Linked DNA regions of Mus musculus: regions 2, 3, 4 and 5 are each linked to region 1. A link is a contact called in public promoter capture Hi-C data. All regions are on one chromosome and are shown on one strand. The core of a region is the stretch at or near the end of the contact, and the rest is flanking DNA. Distances in the headings are between cores, read along the strand shown.

Region 1 (2,766 bases), core at 105-2,604:
GTAACGACAAAGAATCCACCACCCTATTAAAAAACAATGAATGAGATAAAATAGTGAAAGGAAGTGTAACACTAAACTGAATGGCTCCAGACAACTTTAAGGTCCCTTTTTCTGTTAAAAAAAAATACACACGTTCCAAGTAAAACTGAAAATATATTCTGAAAACTGTCTCCTTGATTTACATATTCAGTACAAATAACATTTAGTTTCTGCCGAGTTTAGGTGTACAGGACTTTGAATGAAGGGTCCTCCCAAAATATACATGGGTGCTTTCAGTAAGAACACAAGAGCACAGTTTTCTACGAGTCACACAGAAGGCAGAGAGGCTGGTGTCTTAATCTCTGAAGGGTTCCAAAGTGTCACACAGTTCCTGCAGTGACAGTCCAAGAGGATCTCGGTTCTAGTCTGCTGACTTGGTATGCTTAGCCTGATATCAGTCTGATACCAACCAAGTGGATCTGAGTGACATCATTTCCTTGCTCTCCACACACTGCCCATGTTATTTCGGTGTTAACTGTAGTCGAGCAATGTATTTTCTAGCAAAGGTACTTCAGGCTAGACGCTCTGCAGTAGACAGAAGAGTAAACCCGGGTTTCCTTCAGCTCTGACTCTGGCTTTCCAAGAACACGAGCTGGTACATCACTTTTCTTTAAAAATAGGGACACCTATTCAGAACGATCTCTGTGGCCATAAGCGGAGCACACCGGCTTCCCGGCCACGTACGTGCCCAGGCCTCCTGCCTCTCGGCAGGAGGATGAGAAAAGCCAAGTCACTGGGGACGGATCGCAGGCCCGAAAGCACGGCGGCCGCAGGGAGGGAGCGAGGGACGGAGGGAGGGAGGGACAGCGAGCGGCCCCGGCAGAGCTCGGAGCAGGGCCACTGAACCGTGAGCTCAGCTCCGCGCGGGGTCACGTGCGGGCCGCCCGCGACCGCTCAAGGCCGGCAGCGACCGCCCCGCCGTCCCCACAAAGGCCGCGACCCCGTCGCCGCCCTCACAGGGACCTCCCGGCCACCCCAGGTCCCACGGTATCCCGCCACGCTCACTTCTTGTCAGGGCAGATCCAGTCCCCGTCACTGACTCGGAAATTCTTGGTCGACATCTTGGACGCCAGCAGCAGTGCCGCCCGCAGCGACGTCCCCACCGGAGCCGCGGGGGCCTCGCGCCGGGCTGTCCTCGCGCCGCCGGACCCGCCCTTCCCTGGGGTGGGGGAGAACTCACACCGCCGGACCGCGAGCCTGGAGCAGCGGTGCGGAGACGACGCCCAGGAGCCAGCAGCCCGTCCTGAGGCTCTGCTTCGCTTCGGCCTTACCGAGCTCCTGAGCAGGCGTTGTGAGGACAGCCCGGCCCGGCGGCCATCGCAGCCGAGTTCTCCGCAGGCCGAAGGACCCTAGAGAAAGGCGCTTCCGTTTCCGGGGCGGGGCTAGGGCGCAGAGGCGGAAGTGACTCGGCGCGGCTCGATAGCCCACGGGCTTGCGCGTTGCCTAGGGTTTACTGGGGCGAGCAATAAGGTGGGAGGCTCGAGTCTTTGGAGAAGATACTTTATTTTTATTTTTGGACAGAGACTGAGGATTAAACCAGGTTGCCCCGGACATTACTGTTTCATACATACCACTTGGAACCTCTGTCAGGCTTCTGTAGGCCACGTCAAAAAGATAAACTTTTTTTCCTGTGAGAACATAGGGTCTCACTTTTAGCTCCACCTGGCTTGTGTAGTTAGGCTGCTTAGTATTTGGATGGAAAAGTCATATTAATGAAGGGAGATATCTCTCCTTCTTGGGCTGTTGCTTAAAAACTTAGCTTTAAAAATATTTAATATGTGTGAGAGATAAGCCCTGTACACAGAGGAGCCACCCCAAGGTTTTAGAAATAGGAAATAGTATTGATACAATTCTGACCCCAACTCACTACCTTTCCCCAGATTTAACACTGGCCCTTTGGGTTTATTCTCGTTCTTTATAAAAGATTTAGTTCATATACTGTATGCTTATTTTTTAAAGTGAGAAATGGTACAATTTACTGTGACAGAGGGTTGCTTTTAGTTCCGCGTAGTTTCTGAGTTTGCAGTTAGTTGCATGTAGCTCACTTTTATTTCAGTCATGCATATTCACAATTCTTTCTTGTGACAGTTAAGCCCCAAACCCTGCACTTTGTCACAACGTGCATTCAAGTATTCTTTTTAAAAGATTATTTATTTTATTTATAGGAGTACACTGTAGCTGTCTTCAGACACACCAGAAGAGAGCATCCGATCCCATTACAGATGGTTGTAAGCCACCATGTGGTTGCTGAGAACTGAACTCAGGACCTCTGGAAGAGCAATCACTGCTCTTAACCACTGAGCCATCTCTCTAGCTCCCCCCTCCCCCATGCAAATATTCTTGCAAATATTCTTACAGTTAACACCCAAATCTATGTTTTGGCATTGTTGATCAACTCTCGTGAACATTTGTGCACACGGGTTCTGGCATTTATATTTCTCGCATATAGCTCTTATCCAGGAGAAAAAAAAATCATTAAACTGCTTTGGTTTTAATGTCTAACACTTTTGATACTTATATTCATCTTGATCATCTCACTTGAAAGCTCTTGGATGTATTTTATTCTGATAATTGTCCACACCTTCCCAGTTATTTCATATTGTATAATCACTGATTTTTTCCTGGATTTTTATCTTGGGTAATGTGGAATTTTTATTTTCTTTTAGCAAGCAATCCTGGGGTTGGCATCACAGGCTCAGTCTTGCGTGTGAGTAATGGTTCTATATC
Region 2 (2,867 bases), core at 133-2,632, 4.8 Mb after region 1:
GCTAAAATTGAGCGGTACATGACACTGGGGCAAGTCAGTTTGCACTTTAAGCTTGAATTTCTCCAAAAGAAAATGAGATTTGACCTAAATAATCTCTAGCGTCCTTTCTAGGCTCAAACTTGTTGCTCCATTGAAACTTTACTGAGAACTCTGTAGCAGCAATGTAACGTTAATCAGTCAACATTTAGTTAACGGAGCACCTTCTACGTGCCAAGCACCACGGAATACGGTGATAGGAAAATCACCAAAAGGCATGCAATCTTCTCTCAAGCACATCAGAGTTTAATACAGGTGGACATGTAAATGCACTGCACTACAATGTACAATTACGGATTCACTGTATGCTTAGACATCTATCCTGTCGGGGATGACAGCAGATCACAGTGCGTGCCTTCATCAGAGATTACTGTCCAGTTAAATAGACACACGTTAGCAAAGAACTCACCACACAATATATAAAGACACCAAATGTGGTCTGTAATTGTAACAGGGGAACATGACTTTGTAAGGGAAGGTTTCCCTACAGAAGTGACATTTTGGGCGAATACCCAAAAGATGAAAAGACAATTCCAGACCAAAAAAAAAAAAATTGGGCCAATGGCAAAAGGGTCCCAGTGGTTTGTGAAACTGAAAGCTTAACAAAGCTAGACATTTAAAGAAGGTGTAAGAGATTTCAAGAAGGGGTCCTGAGTGACATGATCAGGTCAGCATTTGAAAAGTTACTCCGTCCTCAGCTCAGAGAACAGACTAAACCAGAACTGCCCCTGCTGAGTTAGGAGACTAGGGCAGCCTCGGTGATAAACTTGGACGAGGTGTTTTTACAGTGTGTGCTGACGCCCGGGCAAGCAGGTCTAAAAAATAATGCTAGAAATCCAAGTCGCGTCGCTGGGGAAATCGCTGGTAACAGCATCGTAAAGAAACCAGACGTCCTGCAGCCTCAGGGAGGAGGAGGTCAGGGCGGAGGAGCAAAACACCAAAGCCATGACAGTCCCCACGCGTGCCCTGCCTGTCACAGGAGCAGAGGACCGGGTCCTCCTCCCTCGTCACCGCTGGCTTCGCACTCTTAACAGGGCGTTCTAAAAGGCTGTGTCCGGTCCCTGTCCTCAGGACGGACGGTCCTGAATCCCACAACACAGCCCGGGGAGGGAAGACGCTGCAGGCGGCTGCCCTCAGGGGCCGTGCGTCCTGCACCTGAGGCGCTCACAGTCACACGGTCCTCCCTGGGGTCGGTCCTCAACAGACACCGATGCCTACCTCGATGTGTCCAGCGGCAGAGCTGCCGAGAGACAAGAGCGCCAAGGCGGCCAGGGTAGCCACCCGCAGAGTGAGGAAGCAGGGGGCCGCCATGTTTGCCGGCTTCTCACGCCCCGAAGAGCAAAGGGGCGGGGCGAGTGCCGTAAAGCAGCGCTGCCGCTGCCGTGCACGGGGGGGTGTGGTTTGGTTTGTTCTTCCCATGGTAGTGGCCTTGAGTTGTTTTAGTTTTTGTTTTGTTTTGTTGCTTCATTTTGTTGTTTTGTTTTGTTTGCCACCGCATACACCTTCCTCCATTCAGGTTCTGGAGTGGCCGGGGCAACCTAATTGGAGAATTACTTACTCAGCTATGTTTCTAGGTTTGTTTTGTAAAATAGACACAATATTTAAGGAGGAAATTTTAAAAAGATAATTTGGGGATCCACAATATTTGATGTTTCCCTTTGGTGTGGTGCTATCAGTTAGTTGGCTATGTGGTCCAAGATTTCTAAATCTTAAAGGACGACAAAATGGAAATATGATCACTGGGGTTTAATGACTGCCAACCTACAGGGGAAAAAAAATGGGTTCAGTGAAGGATGTTGCTTCAAGAGATCAAGTCAGAAAGAGGTGGCACCCAACACCTGCTTCTGGCTTCCATAAGTGGGCCTGTAAACACACACACACACACACACACACACGTACACACACGTACACACACGTACACACAGACACCATACAGAAGGGAAAAAATATACAGTATTTCTGGTCATTCTGTTTTCTAATTTTGAAAAAAATTTTTGTTGTAACACTATTACTCATCCATTTTAATTATTCTTTGAATATTTCTTTTAATTTTTTTTGAGACAAGGTCTCATTATGAAGCCCTGCCTGACCTAAAGCTACCTTGAACTCACAGAGAGACCTGCCTACCACTGTCTCCCACGTGCTGACATTAAAAGCACGTGCTACCATGGCCAGTTTTGCTTGAAAGTGTTTTGTGTCCTTTTTGTTTCACACACACACACACACAAAACAACTTTAGTTTTTGGATTTTATGTAACGTGTATGGATATTTTTCCTACATATATGCCTAAGCACAATGTGTGTGCATTGCCTGCAGAGGTCAGAAGTGGACATCAGATCCTCTGGAACCAGAGATGGTTGTTAAATCACCACGTGGGTTCTGAAAACTAAACCCAGGACCTTTGCAAGAGCAGCCAGTACTCTTAACCACTGAGCTATCTCTTCACTCCCCACAAAAGCCCTTTTTTTTTAATTGGATATTTTATTTACATTTTTAATGTTATCCTCTTTCCATGTTTCCCCTCTGGAAACCCTCTATCCCATCACCCCTCCCACTGCTTCTACTACAACAGACTGACCTACACTGACAGCATTTCCCTACACTGAGTCATCTAGCCTTCACAGGACCAAGGGCCTCGTCTCCCACTGATGCCCAACAAAATTATCCTCTGCTGCATATGCAGCTGGAGCCATGGGTCGCTCCATGTGCACTCTTTGATTGGTGGTTTAGTCCCTGGGAGCTTTGGGGGGTCTGGTTGGTTGATATTGTTGTTCTTCCTACAGGTTGCAAACCCCTTCAGCTCCTTCAGTCCTTTCTCTAACTCCTCCAT
Region 3 (2,771 bases), core at 51-2,550, 3.6 Mb after region 1:
TGGAAAAATTAACCTTATTTTAATGATTTCTGGGATCAAAACGAAGCATGTATTTTCACCTGGTGTCTTTCAAGGATCTTTCCATAGCAATATATGTGGCGCTTTTTGATTAGCTGGGTAACAGACACTCTATAACTGATCAATCTTCGAGGGTATTGGGGATAGGGACTCGAGCTCAGGTTGGCTTCCAAGTGCCTACACAGCTGAGGATTTGGATCACTGATCCTCCTGCCTCCGCTTTCCCAGTGCTGGGATAACAGGTCTGCACTAGCACTCCGGGTTTGAACGCTGTGGTTGACATCAATGTCCAGGCTCCTTGAATGCTAAGGAAAGCTCTTTGCAAACTGAGCGACATGGGGTCCTTCAGGCAGACTCGTAGCCGGCTGCATCGTGACCGCGGAGTCCTTCAGGCAGGTGTGCGACCGGCTAAATCGCGGCCGCGGGGTCCTTCGGGCAGAGCGTGGCCAGCTACGTAGGGCGTGGGCGGCCGGGCGGGCGCGTGTGCGCAGGCGCGCGGGCCCTGACTCCCCGTGCTCCCGCGCGCTTCAGTCTTTCGGCGGTCGGACATGGTGAGAGCACCGTCGCTGCGGTGCGCGGAGGCAGGGGTGGTCTGGGCGGTGGGTCGGGCTGCGGGGCATCGCGGGCTCGCACAGCATGGGGAACAGGCGGGCCTGCAAGGCGATCATTCTTGTGGGGCCCAGGCTGGCCTGGAGCTCTCCGCAATGCCCCTGCCTCGGCCTCCTTAGGCCATACTTGGACTGCCGCTTGAGCTGTGTATGGCTCAGCGTTTTCTGCACTTCTCGAGGCCTGGGATCTTATCCGCGGACCGTGGGCGAGCCTTCCTGGATTGGGCCGCCTGATATTTTTTCTTAACATCGGGGACTTGTACGTGCCTGTATTTTGAAGGTTACATGATCATTTACGAATGTTGTTTCATAGTTAAACATTTTAACTGGGATGGAAGGAAGTCGGCCTTGGCCCACGCCTTTTAATCCTAACACTCTTGGATTAAAGAAGTGAGGCAGAAGCAGGTGGCCTGGTCTACACAGGGAGTTCCAGACCAGACAGGGCTTCATAGCCGAGACTCTGAATAAAGTAGGAAATTTATTTTGGCAATCGCTTTGACCTACTTATTGGGTGAGTCTTAGAATCGAAGGTGGAATTTGGAGCTAATGGGTCTGATTATTTAGCAAAGGGGTTAGCATGTGAAGACTGTAGAAAGGTGCGCTGAAGCCTCAAACTTGTTAAGCAAGAGTGTGTATTTCTGGCATAACTCAAAAGATAAGCGTCAAGATTCGGGTCAATGATGAGCTGGCATGTATTCTGAATCTAAAGTTGATTATAAACCACTTTAGCTCTAGAATTACTCTGAGACCTGAAAGAAAAAAAGTACTGAGATCTGGCTATGTGTGAGTCTGAGATGTCACGATTTCCGGATGGTGAATGGGATCTCTGCTTTTTTCTTGGAAGGGCACACAGCAGAAAGACGTTACTATCAAGTCAGATGCGCCTGACACCCTGTTGCTGGAGAAGCATGCCGATTATATTGCTTCCTATGGCTCAAAGAAAGATGATTATGTGCGTATGATTCTTTTTTCTGTTGAAAGGTTTCTAAGACTAACAGCAATAAGTATAATACTTACTTGTATAATACTAATTGAGAGGCCTGATTTAAAATGTATTATAGGTGTACCTTGTATATCAGAGGTTGGTATTTGACCACATCAGTCATGTGCTGGTACATAAAGGGCGGAAGTGCAGGGCTGCAGGTAGAAGGGGTTTGCTCATTTCTGTCTGGGGTAAAACCTTGAAGGTCAATGATGTGTTGGCATGTATTATCTGAATTCGCTGATGTGTCATAACACTTTAGCTCTAGAATTACGCTGAGACCTTGAAAAGGTTTTACCTAAACTTGATGTAATGGTGTGCCTGGGGAAATGGCCGGGGAGGTTGCCAGCAGCAAGCAGGGGTGGCTGAGTTTGAGAAGGCCCAAGCTGTGGGGGGACCCTCCAAGGAGGAGTCATTTGGGTAAAAGTATTTGTGCAGCAGCTCTCTGTCTTAGAGAGCGTGGCATTTGACTGTCTTTACAACTTTTCAGTTAGTGGGAATCATAGGCCCAAATGTGTGGCCTTCTTGCCAACTGTGCACCTGGTTCTTTTGGGTTTGGTTTGGCAGCACGCCAGTGAGGCCTTCACCTGAATAAATGCTTGTGAGGTAATGCTTCATTTGGTTCCCATCTTTAGCGTCATTTATCTTTCCGTATTCATAGACTTCATTTGTAGAATGCAATAATTGATGCTTAGTAAACAGTAGGCATCAATACTGCTTTTGGTTAATTCACCTGAGGTTAGCACTTGGAGACTAAGAGTATTGGCTCTCAATCTTCTTGCTGCTGTGACCTTTCCTAACAGTTCTACGTGTTGTGGCGATCTCCGACCATGAGATAACTTTTGTTGCTACTTACTTCATAACTAGTTTCATTGTTAGGAATCAGAATGTGGGGCCCAAAGGGTCGGCAACCGCCACTCTAAAGCCTTACGAGTTGTTCACAGCTGACTTAGGTAGAGGTGGGTTATGTAAAGTCAGAGTGGCAAATCTGAGATGCTTCTCCTAGGAATACTGCATGTCTGAATACCTGAGAATGAGCGGCGTCTATTGGGGCCTGACTGTGATGGACCTCATGGGACAGCTTCATCGCATGAACCGAGAAGAAATCCTGGTGTTTATCAAGTCGTGCCAGCATGAGTGTGGGGGAATAAGTGCTAGCATTG
Region 4 (2,700 bases), core at 83-2,582, 3.2 Mb after region 1:
ATTTTCGCTTTTGACGAAAATCAGCAGCAGAAGCCACAGAAGCAGCAGCAGCAACAACAACCACTATTTAGCTTTTCGGGCAGTCGGTCCAAACCTCCACCGTTCTATGCTTTACCAGAATACAGTCGATTCTTAAATCTCAGGTCCCTCATACTCCACGCTAAATTTAATGGAGATCTCCTGATGGGCATCGGCCAGAGGGTGCTAATATGAAAGTGTATGTAATGGCTGAAAAGGAGAGCCGAGATGGCGTATGTTCAAACGTCCTCTGTGTTTAAGGAGGAAAGGGGCAATCAAAGAAAACCTTTAATCCCTGCCCACCCCAATGCTCATTTTGTCCAGAGAAAGTGTGGTCAGCATTAGTTGCTGCTGGCCCCTCCACTACCCCTGATGGCTGGTCTGGGTTCTTCTTCTCCCGCTAAAATAAGACAAGGGAGTAAGATTGCTCTTCCTTGTGTTTCACTACATATATTTCTGTCTAACTAAGGTAACAAAAGCATGGTTTTGTTATAAGGCTTGAGAAACTGACTCCAGGATGTTCTTATATCACTTAAATTCCAAACGTTTCTCTTTTGCTTATCTAAAGGGACAAATAAATAAAAGTAATTAAAAAATAACTTCTTACAAAATTTTTCTTCTATAAACAAAGTGAGACCTCATAAACAAACAAACAAAAAACCTCACACTTTCCAATTCAGATAAAAATTATCTCTACCCTACTCACATTCAAACGTTCACACTTAAGCACGGGAATGTGGAGTGCGCAGCAGTCTATCTATGGCATACCGTTTGTCTAGAATTAAAGAAAATAAAAAAATCGTAACATACTTTCGTTTTTCTTGTATCCTTGATTTCAAATCTAGTCGCGAATCAAATCTAGTCCTTCGTTTGTCCCTTCATTATCTTAACGGGAAAACCTTTCGAAAATGTAGAGAGAACCATTGGTGCGCATTTAGGGAGACCTAAGACTTGGGAATCCAGAAGACCTCCGCTTTCCCTCCGTGAGCCGCTGAAAGAGCTGTAACCCGAATCTTTGTTTAGGTTTTGGCTGGGGAGCGAGAATTTAAAGACAACTCAGAGGCAGAAAGCTTATTCTTAAAAAGAAAAAAAAAAGGCAAGTTAACGGACATCCGCAATTCCCCCCCACCTTTAACACTGAACTCAGAGTAAGTTGTCTGGTGCAGATAAAGATCTTAACATGTAGAGAAGGCGGGTTTTTCATAAGGAGGTGAGGCTGTCCCTTCAGGAAAAGACTTTTCCCCCACACCCCCTCCTCTCTGCGAGGTTCCACCCTCTGGAAAACACAACTTTCCCTCTTTTCCTGGAGGGACAGGCCTTAGTGTGGCTGAGAGAGGAAGAACAGTGGGTCAGAGAGTGGTTACGGTCACTGTGGCCTTTTTGGAACAAGACACACTGGTGGCATCGCTGTTCTGCCTGTTAGCTTTCCTTGGCCTTTGGGGGCGGAGGAGGGGACACTGCGGACACCCACAGCCTCTGACCCTCTGGAGCTGGTATGTGACGAGCAGCGCCTGCGGGGCCATGTATTGGAAGAGCGATCAGATGTTTGTGTGTAAGCTGGAGGGAAAGGAAGTGCCGGAGCTGGCGGTTCCCCGCGAGAAGGTAAGCGAGCCTACACCGGGCGGGATCTGTTGAATAGGAGTTTCCTTGAGAGAAGAGAGTTGTCCGGCCCCTAAACCAGGCTGGGAAACTACCTGTCACTGCCTCGTCTCCAGACCTGACAATTTTTTTTATTACGTAGTAGCGTTAGGTAGTAATCACTCCGTCCCCTCCCCACGGGCTCACTTAACCTAAGGCATGGACACTCTAATTTGGGAGACGAAACCTGGAGCCTAAGACGCTCACGGGGCAACGTGAGTCCTGCTTGTATTCTACGTGACGGGCTGTTCGCGGCAGTCTGGGGCAGGGGCCGGGGGTCTAGGTGTTTGTCTCAGGGCACCAGATACCAATGGCTGCGCTCTGCTGAACGCTGGCTCTTGCCACGGATAAGGTGAATGTGGGGCTTGAGACCCGGCGGCGACAGACCTGGGGACTTGAGTCTTCCAGGGCCCGCCCGCTCTTAGAAAGGGACAAAAGAACGATTTCGTTGGAAATACCAAAAGGGCAAATTTCGCAGTACGAGGCGAGCCTAACGGGGAGACCTGGCAAGCTGTCACCTACTCCGGAGGCAAGACCCGTGGGTGCTCGCATTTTATGGTGGAACTCGGTTCCTAAACTGTTGGAGAGCAGGGCCGGGGTGGGGGTATCGGCTGGACATGGGCAGAGTAGTGCTGGCTTCGTGTTTGTCTGACGGTTGCGGGTAGCGTTTCTGTCTGGATGCTTTCTGTCCACGAAGACGCGCCCGGGAGCAGCTGCGCCGGGGCTACCCAGGCGTGCGGCCGCTGGCTCACCTGGAGCTTTCGGAAGACAGAGGAAAAGGAGACAAAGGGACGCAAAAGCGAGGGGTGTGGGCTGCTGGAATCCGCGGACCCACTCGCCCTAAACTAGACTTCTCAGAGAGATTGCATTCGTTTATAGAACAAAACTGAAAGTGCAGCCAGGGATTGGGGACACTTGAGCGACGCGTCCGCGTGCTCTAAAATATTCTGACCCGCATTGGGTGAGTTTTTTTTTTTTTTTAATGGAACAAATTAAATTCAGCTGGATATTTCCATTATTCGGCCCGCTTTTGCACTGGTTAAA
Region 5 (2,700 bases), core at 179-2,678, 3.6 Mb after region 1:
AGCAACACATTTCATCCTAGGCCTAGCTCTCACCGCGGGATGACCCCAAGGGATAACCCCAAGGGGTGTAAGGAGTCTCTGTCCCACAGGCTATGAGGTCCACTGCGTTGCAAACCAACTTTAAACATTGATCGTTCTTCCTGGAAACAACCCTCGGGTTCCTGTCTGTATATGCATGCCCTTCTCGTGCTGCTTGGTGCCTTGTCACCCCCTTCCCTCTGTCCCCAGTGCTGCAGCCAGGGAAGGATCTGGCAGCGAGTCACTACCTCGCTGAGTTTGCGCTCCGCGCACCTGTTCCCCAGGGCTGATGGGAGCCAAGCAGGAGGCAGGTTTTCCCTGGTTTCGCCCAAAGTGAGCAGAGGTGCCTCGAGTTACCCTAGCAACAAGCTCTTCCCACAACCTTCCAGCATCCTTTCCACCCCTCAACTTTCCAACTTTTGGCAAATGTATTTCCAAAGAAGCAACAGGGGGATGACCCAGTTGGAGTCCAAGCCCGTCTGGACAAGAGCCCACAAGGATCTGGCTAGTAGCAAGGCCCTTGACAATAGGTTGGGGTGGGGAGAGAGACAGCCAGACAACCAGGGATGGGAAGATTAAGAAAATGGATGCAGAACTTGCCTGCCCCCCCCCCCCCGCAGCCGCCCCTCCCCGCGTGCCCCGGGAGATGAAGGAGGGGAAAGAATCAGGGCTTTAGGAAAAGAGACAGATGAGAGGAGATGAAGATAGAGAGATAGAGGTTGGAACAGGAGAGGGAGAGAGACTGACTCTAGCAACCAAGTCACTTCTCCTCAGGAGCCAGGCAAAATGCAACAGATACCCGATCCCCAAGCCGCAGTGTAGAAAGGGAGTGTGGTGACAAGAGTCTCCAGGTTCCAAACCAGAGACAAACTCCTTCTCAAGAGTCCCCGAGGCCGAGGGAGACAACCGTGTGCAGAAGAGTCTCTCCCCAACCCATCCCCTGCAGAAGGCAAACTCTTGCCCGCTGCTACCTGCCACTTGGCCAAGCCAGGCTGCGATACCGCCAGCGGAGACGTGGATATGGAGGTGGAGACGAGAAGGACTCACCCTGGCTGCTGGGGGGCTTTCTCTTCCGGGCCATCCTCAGTCTGGTCCCTTCCCCCCCGGGTCCGCCGCGCAGAGCCTCCTGTGCCGCGCAGCCCCGGGAGCTCCGTCGCCTGAGCTCAGCGAGCTCTTTGTGGCGGTGATGGCATATGCCAGGCGGCGGCGGTCAGGTTGCGCGCTCCACTCCACTCGGCTCTGCTGCGCGGGCGCAGTCGCCCCTCAGCTGCCCGCCGCCAGACCGAGCCCCCGCACGCTCTGCGGCGGCCACGGCGGCCCCCTCTGCTGTGCGGCGCCTCTACTGGAGGCGCAGCGCCGGGTCCCCGGAGCGCCAACCCAGCGCCCACCTCCCTCGATCGCGCGCCCGCCCTCCCCACGCGTCCCCCTCCCCACTCGCCGAGCCCTCCGTCCCACGGGCGCCGCCAGCCCTGGCACGGCACCCTCGTCCAGCGACAGTTGGTAGCGGCTGAGGACGGCAGGGACATTCCAGTCAGCAGGATTCAAGGGGGCTGTTGGACTGAACCCCAGTCTGGCATTCCTGTTTCTCAAGGGCACCGGGGTCCCCAGCTGACTGAGACAGGATCTGTCCATCACCTAAAAGAGCAGTCCTCCTCCGCAGACCCTGAATCACACCTGGGCGATGCGCTGGAGTGTCAGCTACTTCTGGTCCTCCTGAGGGAAGATGTTAAGCTGGAGGACCTGCAGGGAAAGAGAAGTGAATTCCCACAAATGGCCTGTCACCAGACCCTGGCAGGTGACCTTGCTCGGGTCCCAAGGCTCTTCATTTTGAGAGTTCAGCATCGCTTCTTGAGCTGCCAGGAAAAGGCAAATAAAGTTTGCCTATCTGGGTTAGAGTTGGTGCCCTGATTTCTTAACCTCCTACAGAAACTTAGGCCCTGGGGTCCCATTCTTTCTCGCTCTGGTTAGGAGGCCTACTGGCAAAGTTTCAAGTTCCCTGGAACTGTCCCCTCCTGGGTGCTAACGAGGGGCAGGTTGGTATATCCTGCTACTGCCCCCAGGCAACAGGAAAAGCTAAAGTTTAGGGCTAATCTGAAAATATAAAGGAGTCAGGGCTTTAAAAGAGTGGCAGATGCGGGACTAGTGTCTGGGATCCAAGCATTCGGGAGACAGAGGCACGAGGATGGCCATGAGTTTAAATCTACACTGTAGAGGTGGTTTAATAGTCCAAAGCACTTCCAATTCACATTTTTCTTTTCTTGTTCCTAAGTACAGCTTCCCATACAATCTATCTAATATTCAGCTGTGATGGTTTGTATATGCTCAACTCAGGGAGTGGCACTATTTGAAGGTGTGGCTTTGTTGGAGTGGGTGTGTTACTGTGGAAGTGGTCTTCAGATAAAGATGTAGAACTCTCAGCTCTGCCTGCATCATGCCTGCCTAGATGCTGCCCTGATCCCACCTTGATGATAATGGACTGAAACTCTGAACCTGTAAGCCAGCCCAATTAAATGTTGTCCTTATAAGAGTTGCCTTGGTCATGGTGTCTGTCCACAGCAGTAAAACCCTAACTAAGACATCGGTGATTACAACTCAATACCCATTGACAGAAGGTTATCCCAGATCTAGTATAGTTTAATAGAAAAAAAAAAAAAAAAAAAAAAAAAAAAACACCAGAGTCAA

The links. Promoter capture Hi-C pulls out the DNA fragments that hold promoters and counts their contacts.
Region 2: a promoter capture Hi-C map of pre-B cells shows a contact between it and region 1. The contact joins the promoter of Pigk here to the promoter of Zranb2 in region 1. A contact is called at or near these places in 2 of 39 promoter capture datasets (the C10 cell line and pre-B cells) and 1 of 484 Hi-C or Micro-C datasets (CD4 T cells).
Region 3: a contact with region 1 is called in a promoter capture Hi-C map of pre-B cells. The contact joins the promoter of Rabggtb here to the promoter of Zranb2 in region 1. A contact is called at or near these places in 3 of 39 promoter capture datasets (cranial neural crest, liver and pre-B cells) and 6 of 484 Hi-C or Micro-C datasets (CD4 T cells, muscle stem cells, pancreatic cancer cells and 2 more).
Region 4: a contact with region 1 is called in a promoter capture Hi-C map of second pharyngeal arch cranial neural crest. The contact joins the promoter of Lhx8 here to the promoter of Zranb2 in region 1. A contact is called at or near these places in 4 of 39 promoter capture datasets (cranial neural crest, frontonasal cranial neural crest, maxillary cranial neural crest and 1 more).
Region 5: a promoter capture Hi-C map of pre-B cells shows a contact between it and region 1. The contact joins the promoter of Slc44a5 here to the promoter of Zranb2 in region 1. A contact is called at or near these places in 2 of 39 promoter capture datasets (cranial neural crest and pre-B cells) and 1 of 484 Hi-C or Micro-C datasets (B cells).

Annotation. Positions count from the first base shown.
Region 1 is chr3:157,532,753-157,535,518 of GRCm38.p6, reverse strand. It overlaps Zranb2 (zinc finger, RAN-binding domain containing 2), which reads right to left and starts at 1,354. Exons shown (of 10, transcript NM_017381.3): 1 at 1,045-1,354. The coding sequence starts at 1,100. It overlaps 4930592C13Rik (RIKEN cDNA 4930592C13 gene), which reads left to right and starts at 1,429. Exons shown (of 2, transcript NR_152231.1): 1 at 1,429-1,509.
Region 2 is chr3:152,712,615-152,715,481 of GRCm38.p6, reverse strand. It overlaps Pigk (phosphatidylinositol glycan anchor biosynthesis, class K), which reads right to left and starts at 1,382. Exons shown (of 11, transcript NM_025662.5): 1 at 1,255-1,382. The coding sequence starts at 1,347.
Region 3 is chr3:153,910,732-153,913,502 of GRCm38.p6, reverse strand. It overlaps Rabggtb (Rab geranylgeranyl transferase, b subunit), which reads left to right and starts at 1,300. Exons shown (of 8, transcript NM_011231.2): 1 at 1,300-1,578; 2 at 2,615-2,771. The coding sequence starts at 1,444. Gm24494 (a small nucleolar RNA gene) reads left to right here and starts at 1,813; the gene lies at 1,813-1,893. Snord45c (small nucleolar RNA, C/D box 45C) reads left to right here and starts at 1,314; the gene lies at 1,314-1,374.
Region 4 is chr3:154,329,192-154,331,891 of GRCm38.p6, reverse strand. Lhx8 (LIM homeobox protein 8) reads left to right here and starts at 1,332. Exons shown (of 9, transcript NM_010713.2): 1 at 1,332-1,620. The coding sequence starts at 1,540. It overlaps AI606473 (expressed sequence AI606473), which reads right to left and starts at 1,071. Exons shown (of 3, transcript NR_040387.1): 1 at 829-1,071.
Region 5 is chr3:153,972,164-153,974,863 of GRCm38.p6, reverse strand. It overlaps Slc44a5 (solute carrier family 44, member 5), which reads right to left and starts at 1,428. Exons shown (of 22, transcript NM_001081263.1): 1 at 1,066-1,428. The coding sequence starts at 1,099.